Regions from separate parts of the Mus musculus genome. Here regions 1 and 2 are each linked to region 3. A link is a contact called in public HiChIP or PLAC-seq and promoter capture Hi-C data. All regions are on one chromosome and are shown on one strand. The core of a region is the stretch at or near the end of the contact, and the rest is flanking DNA. Distances in the headings are between cores, read along the strand shown.

Region 1 (3,226 bases), core at 282-2,781, 240 kb before region 3:
CAGGGCCATTATTATTTTAATGGTTGCTATTGTTTTCATTCTGAGTTACACTGCTATACATACAGACATTTTGTACTCAGGTTACTAAGCACAGCGTAGCCTGGCAGCTGCCTCCATTCAATGGAGGTGGCCTGAGACCACAGGAGGGGCTAGACACCCTACTGGTGGTCCTACTTCTTTAATTTTCTTTAAATATTGGGCTGGAAAGATGGCTATGTGGAAAGTGATTGAAGAAAACATTCAACATTAATCTCTGACATGTATAAGCACACATATGCATGCATATAAGCAAAATAAAGAAAGAAAGAAAATTTATATATTCAGTTCCTTCTTCTAAATTTCTAATTTCCTGCACTCACATATACACAATCCCCCCCCCCCAAATACACTGTATCCACATAATTAAAACTAAACCTTAAAAAAAAAAATCTAAGCCAGGCAGTGGTGGCACATACCTTTAATTCCAGCTCTTGGGAGGCAGAGGCAGGCAGATTTCTGAGTTTGAGGCCAGCCTGGTCTACAGTGTGAGTTACAGCCAGAAGGACAACCAGGGCTATACAGAGAAACCCTGTCTCAAAAAACAAAAAACAAACAAACAAAAAAAAAACAAAAAAAAAAAAACAAAAACAAAAACAAACCAAAAAAACAAAAACAAACAAACAAAAAAAAAACCAAAACTGAGTACTAAGTATATAACTCAATTGTTAGAGTACTTACTTAGCATGCATGAAGCTCTGGGTTCTGTTCCCAGAACTGCAGAAAATGGCACAGAAGATGAATCACTAAAATCTCAGAACATGAGCAGGAGAAACAGAAGGACCAGTTTAAGGCCAATTTTAAAGTGAGTTTGAAGCCAGCATGGACTACATAGCAAAGACTACTTCAAAAACAAACTCATCTGACTCAATGTATCTTGATGTGAGCAATACTTTGTTTGTTCTCTTGGCTTTTCAAGACAGAGTCTTGGTGCTTGTTCTGTAGACCAGGCTAGCCCTGAACTCAGACATCCACCTGCCTCTGCTTCCCCGGTGCTGGGATCAAAGGTGTGCGCCCTGGCCCAGCTACAATAGGGTCTTAATAAACTGTTCTAGGACAGAAATGCTTCCTACAAGCCCCTCCCCCCCAAAAAAAAACTATTGTTCTAAACTAATAACCAATAGCAGTTGTCTTTGGGCAATTCTGATTGGTACTATGTTATGCAGTTTCTGAATTATTATGCCATTTTCCAAGACAACTAATTTCCAAGCTAACAAACGACAAATACATTTTCTATTATTCGTTCCTATTCTGACTTTTACATGCCTTGTGAAGGACCTGAAGGGCGTTTAGGGAGTTTTAGAGCACACAGGCCTGGTTACAGCTTTGACCCTTGAGAGCCAGTCCCTTTCCTTCCCAACTACAGTTTCTTTTCATTCAGTTTTGGTTTTCCCACTCATTTAAGGTATGCCGTAGGAAAAGGAAACCGAAACAGAAAATAGCTCTGGTTTCTGGAAACTCCGCCTCTTCACACCCACAGCTCATACTTAAAAGAGTCGACCCAGTCTCTGACTCTGAGAGTCGATCCAGTCTCTGACTGTGAGAGCAAGCAGCCAGAAGCAGACTCCTTAATTCCAGGGGACCTAGAGCTAGAGCCTGCAGCAATGGTGAGTCCAATTTGGGACAGAGGCAGATGGGTTTCATTTTAGTTGACTTTACTCCATTCCTTGATAGGGTCTTCCAGAGACAGAATAGTCACAGTATGAGAACAGAATATAATTGTTTAAAGCTCACTCCTGGGGGGCGGGGGGGGGGCAGGTTCTTTTGCTCAGATACCAGCTCTAGATCCCTTAAGGCTGGGCCCAGAAGGCTATCTTTATGGGTGAACTGAAACAATGTGATGGTTGTGGGACCCTTTAGAACCGAGGCCTCCGTATCATATACCTGGATGGTTCCCCTAATAGAGGAGAGGATGGGGTGGGGGTGGGGGGGGACATGGATGGACGTGGGGGCTGGCCCTGTGACTGGTGCTTTGCATGTAGTAACTCCCAGCCAAAGTTGCTAAGCCGGTGGTTCTCAGCCAAAGGATTCAGGAACCTTTTGGGGGCCTGAATGACCTTCTGACAGGAGTCGCATATCAGATATCCTGCATATAGCAAAACCAGTTATGAAGTAGTGATGAAAGCAGTTTTATGGTTGGGGGTCACTACAACTCCAGGAGCTGTATTAAAGAATGGAAACATTTTATTAGAGTCATAGCATTAGGAGGGTTGAGAACCACTCCTAAATCCATGTGATGCTTGCAGGCCTGGGACCTAAAGGTGAAGATGCTGGGGGGTAACGATTTCCTGGTGTCCGTGACTAACTCCATGACGGTGTCAGAACTGAAGAAGCAGATTGCCCAGAAGATTGGTGTGCCGGCTTTCCAGCAGCGCCTGGCCCACCAAACTGCAGTGCTCCAGGACGGTCTTACCCTTTCCAGTCTGGGTCTGGGTCCCAGCAGCACAGTGATGCTAGTGGTACAGAACTGCAGCGAGCCTCTGAGCATCCTGGTGAGGAACGAAAGGGGCCACAGCAACATCTATGAGGTCTTTCTGACGCAGACTGTAGACACGCTTAAGAAGAAGGTGTCCCAGCGGGAACAAGTCCACGAAGACCAGTTCTGGCTGAGCTTCGAGGGAAGGCCCATGGAGGACAAGGAGCTGCTGGGGGAGTATGGCCTAAAGCCCCAGTGCACAGTGATCAAGCATTTGCGCCTGAGGGGTGGGGGAGGGGACCAGTGTGCCTAAGGCCCCCATCCAGAGCCAGTGTTGGTTATAAAAGATGATGGGGGGGGGGGTATGGAGGACTTTTGGGATAGCATTGGAAATGTAAACGAGGAAAATACCTAATTAGAAAAAATATCAAAAAAAAAAAAAGATGATGCAATAAAAAGCTCTGCCTCTTGTTTGCTTGTCCCTCTCCAGAAATGCCCTTCTATCCATGGTGAGAAGGCTCTGGGTTGCCAAGTTAAGAGACAAGGATTTCACAGTGAGAGCCTAGTGAGGAAATGCCCCTTCCAGACCCTTTGAGTAATTAATTCACTTCTGGAGAAAGACACTTTTGCTGGGACCCAGTCCTTAGTCTCAGCCAGGCCCTAAAAATGTCCCCATGTCTACATATGGCTCAGGGACAGGTTAGGCCAGTTTCTACCAGTAGCAGGATGAGGCTCCTAATGGAACCAGTGAACTGCTGAGATCCTTTGGGAACA
Region 2 (3,257 bases), core at 375-2,874, 230 kb after region 3:
CCCTGAAGGGTGTGGTGGGTCTCATTGTGACCTTGAGCAAACCCCAGCGTAGCTACTTCAGCTCCTCCCCTGCACAATAGTCATCAGTTGTGGCAGGTGTTCCTCAAGGTAGGCCCTTCCTATCTTGACCTCCTGCTCTTGCCTGCCATGGCCACAGTAGGCCCAGGAGGAAGACTTGGGTCGGAGGCAAGACTACTGCCCCAGGCTTAACCAGCTTCCTGGCTTCCACTGTGGACACTACTCAAGGATGCTGCTCTCAGGCCTCCGGGCCCTGGACCAGGAGGCTCCTTGGCCCATAATGCCACCACCAGGCAGCCTTTTCTCTAAAGGAACTGGAGGAAGGAGTTCCTAACAGACTCAGTCATGCTTCCTTTCCCAGGGAGCGGCTGGCTGACCTAGGGTTCCCGTTAGCCACCCCTCCCCCAGCACCTGGCGGGCAGAAGCGGCCCCCATCATCCAGCCAGGCTCTGCGGCCCAGCCTGCTCCGGGCTCACCGGCCAAGTGGGGCCCGCTGCACAAGTGTGATCACGCGTGTAGTGCCTAGAGCCGGGGCGCACTCACCGGCCACAGTTGCAGTGGCAGACGCGGTCCTCGCCCCGCAGGTGCGGGAGGATGTAGTTATGGAATCGGTCCAGCAGCGCGTTCATGTCCATCAAGCACGCGATGGCCTGGAAGAGCCCATGACCGGTCAGGGCGAGGAGTGGGCCGGGCCGAAAGGGGTGCCAAGGGGGAGTACTAGACTGCAGGGGTGGGTGGGTGGGTGGGGAAACGCAGGGCAACCAGGGCGAGGGCAGCGCAAGATCGCAGCGAGGGCAGCGCAGGCCGCACGGGCCGGTAAACAAGGAAGCGAGGTGGGGTAGGCGCGCGCGCGGGCGGGCGGCAGAAGCAGGGGGCGCGCGCGGGAAGCCCCTCCGCTCACCATCACGATCGACGCCCCCAGAATCATGAAGATCATGGTGTTCGCACTCATGGACATCGGGCGGGGCCGGGCCGGGCCGGAGCGCCGCCCCCCGGCCCCGGTGCCCCTCCCGGCCCCGGCCCGATGCTTAGCCCGCGCCGCCTCCGCAGAGGTCAGCGCTCGCGCGCCGGGCCGCCGCGGACCCCGGGGGCAGGCGCGGGCACAGGCAGCCGAGATGTGGGGGCTGACGTGGGGTCGCTCGCCTGTCGCCCGTTGCTGGCAGCCCTCCGCTCCGCCCTCCGGTGCTCCCTGCGCCCGGCTCCCTGCGGTCTGCGCGGCGGCCCCCTCCCTCCTCCCTCTTCCCTCCTCCAGGCTTCTCCCTCCCTCCTTTTCTTCTTCACTATCTCCTCCCTCCTCCTCCTGCCTCCGCCTCCGGGGAGGGACTTCGCCGCCCCGCGCCAGCATCCAGGGGCGAGGTTCTCCACTCCTGTCCCTGTGACGCAGCCCGAGACCCCTCCCCTCCGGCCTCGGCTCCACATTGTGCCCCATGTCATCAGCCTTGGCTCCGGTCTCCCTGCCCAGTGCCGCGCTGGACTGGGCCTTGGCCTGGACCAGGTGGTCGTTTCTGCTCTACTTCCCCAAGTAAGGCCCCTCCTTCTGGTTCTCCGGGTTCCAGAGAGGGACAGGAAGTGTCAGCACCCGCCTCCTCCAGCAAGAAAGTGCCATCAGAGGAGGGGCCTGGAAAGTCAGAGGAACCAGGGACTAATGACTACATGAGCAGAGGTAGGAGGGCAGGAGGGTAGGCGATACGGATGCGATGCGGAATGGGCCAAGTATGCCATAAAGATCGTGGCAGTTGTGGGAAAGACTAGGCGATTTCTGAGGAGGAAGGGGTGCTGGAACAGCTGCCAGCGTCTATGATCCTCTTGTGGCTGCCGGTCATGCTGGGATTGAGTCCCAAGCCCTGTGCTGGCCACAGAGCTGACAACAGAAGAACCAACCCTGCCCTGTGTTGGAAAGCAGGAAGAGGACAGCTGACCTCCAGCCCCCCAAGTCCAGACCCCACTGTATCTGAAGGTTCCAACAGGAGTTCAGTTATATCAGCTCACACAGGCCCTGAGCTGTTAAGGCACCAGGGTCCGGCCCTACTTCTCAGAAGGGTGCTCTCAGGTTTATCACAGGGTTGGACTCAATGGCCGAGTAGTCTCTTCCTCAGCAGGGAGTCAGGCCAGGAATTCAGGACAAACCAAAGACTTCTAGCAGCACCTATTTTGTGGCAATTCCAAGGTTTTTTTTCCCCTTAATAAGACAGCCTGTTGCTTTATTTAGGTTTCTGTACAATTCAGCAGTGGAGAGAAAAGGGCCAACAACAGACACTTGCTGTAGGCTGTAGAGTAAACCATCTTTATTTCTTTTGGTTAAAAACAATGGATTTGAATCTGGCATTTCTGCGTACGTCTCATTCCATATGTACAGTACATTGATGATGTACACCTAGCAGTAAAAACAAATATCTGAAAGGAAAACACACTGAAAAAGTGGCTTCAACAAAGGTGGCTGTGCAGGGCAGGCCATGCACCGAGCACAGGAGGCTCAGTAGAAGCAGACAGTATGCAGAAAGGCCCGGCCACTCTTCTCCTCGAACTCCTGCAGCAGCTCGTCGATTTCATTCTCCATGTCCTCAGTGTGCTGGATCTGGGAAAAGCACGGCCTTGAGTGAACCCGGGCATTGTGACGCGCCTTCCCTGACCCTGCCCTCCACTGATCTTCACTTCTGCAGGGACCCAGGCTTCAGGATAGCTCCCTCACAGCCTGTTCCTACCAGACATATACAACATATCATAGGAGTACCCCATATTGGGAGTGGGACGGCTAGATTCAAAGGGAGGCCTGGACCCCAAGGCTGGAACTCAGGTTCTGTTCTCAGGCGTCGTAGGTACATGAAAGCCTCATCAACCAGTGCTATCCCAAATCTGCAATGAGTGAAGTGAGGCACACAGATACCGGCATGCATTTTCCTACAGTCGTCCAGTGTGAATGCTGACTATGCTTTGTGCACTGCAGCATCAACTTCACATCTGGCCTCCACCCTCCAGACACCTATTGGTTCTTCTCCTGGTTGTGAAAACTTAAAAGGTGACCAGGCATTGCCAGTAGTAGTCCCTTGAATACTTGAAGTGAAGAAGGCTGGATGTTGAACACACTGTTCTGGCATGGCTACACAGTCTCCTTGGTCTCAGCCCTTTCTCCAGATCATCAGCTAGACCACAAGGTCAACTGCTAGAGCTTCAATAACACTAAGAGTGAAAGCAGTGTGGAGTTTAGCAGGAGTTTGGATCCCCCACGCGAACTTCCCCAT
Region 3 (3,028 bases), core at 8-2,507:
CCCAGGGCAGGGTTGATAAAACTGCCTCCACTCCACTGGGTGGACACAACCTCCCTTTCCTAGTATCTTTAGGGAGGGTTACTCAGGACCCTACACCCGCAGGAGCTCCCACTCTGAGTGGTCATAATCTCCCTTCCGCCCGCCCGGGAACTAGCCCATGGCTTACACTCCCTCAGCTCTGCTCACTCTGCCTATCAGGAAAATGGGCCTTGAGGTGGTTTGACGTGAGCTGAGAGGCAGCCAAGCAGGCCAACACAGAGACACCCTAGGAAGGATACAGAGCAAGGGTCAAAGATCCAGAGCCAGGAGGATCTTGTCTGGGTAAGAGCTGTTTCCCTTCCTGTCCTGGAGGCCCAGAGGATGGCAGCAGTAGGAGCTCTGAGACTGGCGCTCAGGAGATTCCTGTCTCTAGAGGACTCTTAAGAACAGGGTACTTTGAACGCAAGATGCCACAGCAAATGAGACGACCACAGGACCCCTAGAAAGCACAGGGGACAGGCTACTGCCTATTTAGGAGTTCCGATACATAAGGTGACCCATTCATTTGCCGGGATGCCCTCTCATCCGAGACAGCAATTATACCTAATGGCATCAGACTGTTGAAAAACACACGGAGGCTTCAAAGGGTTAACCGTTTCAGAGCCACCAGGCCTGGCAGAGGGAGGCTCCCCCACAGGCCAGTCCCTGCTCTGGCTGCAGCAAGCGCTAAGCCAGGATTAGGGATCAAAGCCACAGGCAGTGCAACCTGGAAATGGGAGAGCAGAGCTGTCGAGGTGGGGGCCAGTCTGAGCCTAGAACTGCACACCTACATACTCCCCAGCCTCTGCCTACCTTGACGGAGCCTGGGAATCCCTCACGGTTGGACGTGGTAATATTGGGGGAATCCACACGCGCAAACAGCTGCCGAGACTTCTTGAGCTCCTGCCGGGCCCCGGCTCCTGCAGTCTGTAGCCAGAGGAGCGCTGCAGCGGCCCAGCCCCAGGCCCACATGGCTCAGTCTCCGCGAGCAGAGGCTTAGGGGCGGGAGCCCAGGCCGGTGCTCTCATGGGGGCGGCGGCAGGCATTCAGAGCCCCCGCGCGGGGGCGAGGCCCAGGGACGAGCCCAGCAGCCGCTGGTGCATGTCTGCAGGAGGAGCCAGAACTCCTCGTCTCTGTCGACCTATCCTCCTGCTCGGTGCCCTCGACAGCAACCCTGCCACCGAAAGAGAACTACTTTCTCCCTAGGCCTCCCAGGCTCCAAGGGGAGGACTCATTGGGCACTTCCACCACTTGGAAGGCGGGGCGGAGCAGGGCGGGGCGGGGCGGGGCGGAGCAGGGCGGGGCGGGGCAGGGCGGGGCGGGACCCCTATGACCAGTGATTCTTTCACCCCTAAGGAGTTGGGAGGAGCTGGGCTGCGTCTCCCCAGCCCAGTCTCTGGTCTCCTCTCTGCAGGTTTCTATTTAGTTAAGCTGGCAGTGGGGGGTGGGAACTGTCAACTTTCTGTGGCATCTTTCATACCCACACCTCCAGGGAAGCGAATCCACGTGATTCCTTTCCTTTAGGAAGTTGTGTGCAAATCTCCCAGACTTTCCCCCACATACCTCCTTCAGACCCCACCCTAAAACACAAAAAAGGGCCCTGGGAAAAGTAGGGCATCTTTATTAGCTGGTTGCTTAGCCCTCCCAGCTAGGGATCCTCCTGTACTTACAAGAGACCTACCAGGCTCACCTCTGCGAAAAGGCACAACATGAAGAGGCTGGTGATCCTATCTTGACTCTTCAACAGACATAGGGCCAACTTCTATAGTCTGTAACTCCACTGTCAGCCCCCTAGGCCTGTCTTCTAAGAGGTTAGCACAGGCCCAGGCTACACTTCAAGGGGGAACTGGTCCCTGTACATCTCTGACCAATACAATTCCCCCCCCACACCCCCCCAGTCCTCGTGAGTGACAGTGTCAGGTCCCCAGAGAAAGGCCCTTCAAGATCAAAGTTGGGCTAGCTAAGGACAAGCCAAGCCAATGAGTACCTTGAGCTCAGTGATTACGAGGTAGTGGCCCTTGAGACTGGTCCAGGATTCCCAGTAGCCAGATAGCCTCCAACTGGTAAAAGCCGTGGCTACAAACAGCCAGGTGTGGTTCCAACTGCTCTATGAAGGGACTGGAGCTGCATCCCTAACACACGCTGGTTGGTCCCAGTAGGTATGGGTCCTGGTAAACAGAACGCAATGTTCTACAATAGTGGCCCTCAATTCTCACTCCAAAAAAGAGTGAAAGGTGACCAAGCAAGCCGTCCCAGCTCCAGGCCACACCCAGTCAGAGAAGCCTAACAAATCAAGCAGGGATAGAGCAGAACGTAAAGGGAAGTACCGTGCGTGCGTGCGTGTGTGTATCCATGTGTTATATATGCCAAGAAAGACAGCCTCTATGCCCCAAGTTCAAGTCTCAGGTTCGGGGAGGGCAAGTGCCTCAGCCCAGAGACCTCTTCAAAGATGCAGCACCCTGTTCCTTTGGTCCACTTATACCTCGGTGGCCTATCTGGAAGTGGGATTCCGCAGCTGTCTTTCAGGCAGTTTATAAGCAGGTAGGCTAGACTTACCCTGTCACAGAAATACCACAGTAGGCAGGGACCTCATGTTGTGGCTAGGGATGGACTCAAGTTTCCAGTTTTCCAGCTTCAATATCTCCCTGCCACAAACAACTTGGAAAATAACCAAGAGGATCCTACACTGGATCACAAATACCCTGACCAAAGTGGCCCCTAGGAGCATCTGCTATTGGCTCTCATCCAAGCCCTGGAGAAAACAGGAACCGGTGGCTCACTATAGATGCAAAGGCTACTCCGGCCTAAAATAATAGCACCTAGGAGGCAGACAGAGAATTAAAGTCCAGCCTGAGTTACATGAGGCCCTGTTTAAAAAAAAAAAAAATTCCTGAGAGAGCTTGACACCTTGACAGCACACCTGAAAGCTCTAGAACAAAAAGAAGCAAACACCAAGTGGAGAAGAGGCAGGAAACAATCAAACTCAGGGCTGTAATCAACCAAATAGAAA

What was found. Promoter capture Hi-C pulls out the DNA fragments that hold promoters and counts their contacts. HiChIP or PLAC-seq counts read pairs in DNA pulled down with a chosen protein or histone mark.
Region 1: a contact with region 3 is called in a promoter capture Hi-C map of pre-B cells, with 4 times the contacts expected there. The contact joins the promoter of Isg15 here to the promoter of C1qtnf12 in region 3. A contact is called at or near these places in 21 of 39 promoter capture datasets (the 3T3-L1 cell line, 3T3-L1-derived adipocytes, the HPC-7 cell line and 14 more), 8 of 484 Hi-C or Micro-C datasets (CD8 T cells, LSK cells, Th1 cells and 5 more), 15 of 115 datasets of contacts at active chromatin or transcription factors (T-cell acute lymphoblastic leukemia, craniofacial prominence, embryonic forebrain and 10 more) and 3 of 9 other capture datasets (embryonic stem cells, macrophages and pancreatic islet).
Region 2: an H3K27ac HiChIP or PLAC-seq map of microglia shows a contact between it and region 3, with 4 times the contacts expected there. The contact joins the promoter of 1500002C15Rik here to the promoter of C1qtnf12 in region 3. A contact is called at or near these places in 1 of 39 promoter capture datasets (liver), 1 of 115 datasets of contacts at active chromatin or transcription factors (microglia) and 1 of 9 other capture datasets (pancreatic islet).

What each region holds. Positions count from the first base shown.
Region 1 is chr4:156,199,123-156,202,348 of GRCm38.p6, reverse strand. It overlaps Isg15 (ISG15 ubiquitin-like modifier), which reads left to right and starts at 1,531. Exons shown (of 2, transcript NM_015783.3): 1 at 1,531-1,643; 2 at 2,283-2,925. The coding sequence starts at 1,641. The coding sequence ends at 2,765. It overlaps Gm46878 (a long non-coding RNA gene), which reads right to left. Exons shown (of 4, transcript XR_003955191.1): 4 at 2,846-3,226.
Region 2 is chr4:155,732,809-155,736,065 of GRCm38.p6, reverse strand. 1500002C15Rik (a long non-coding RNA gene) reads left to right here and starts at 1,624. Exons shown (of 2, transcript XR_001784583.2): 1 at 1,624-1,681. It overlaps Ssu72 (Ssu72 RNA polymerase II CTD phosphatase homolog (yeast)), which reads right to left. Exons shown (of 5, transcript NM_026899.3): 5 at 2,187-2,593. The coding sequence ends at 2,492. Tmem240 (transmembrane protein 240) reads right to left here and starts at 1,262. Exons shown (of 4, transcript NM_001101506.1): 1 at 920-1,262; 2 at 562-668. The coding sequence starts at 976.
Region 3 is chr4:155,960,541-155,963,568 of GRCm38.p6, reverse strand. It overlaps C1qtnf12 (C1q and tumor necrosis factor related 12), which reads right to left and starts at 1,257. Exons shown (of 8, transcript NM_026125.3): 1 at 832-1,257. The coding sequence starts at 990. It overlaps Gm42365 (a long non-coding RNA gene), which reads right to left and starts at 825. Exons shown (of 2, transcript XR_881642.1): 1 at 583-825; 2 at 1-478.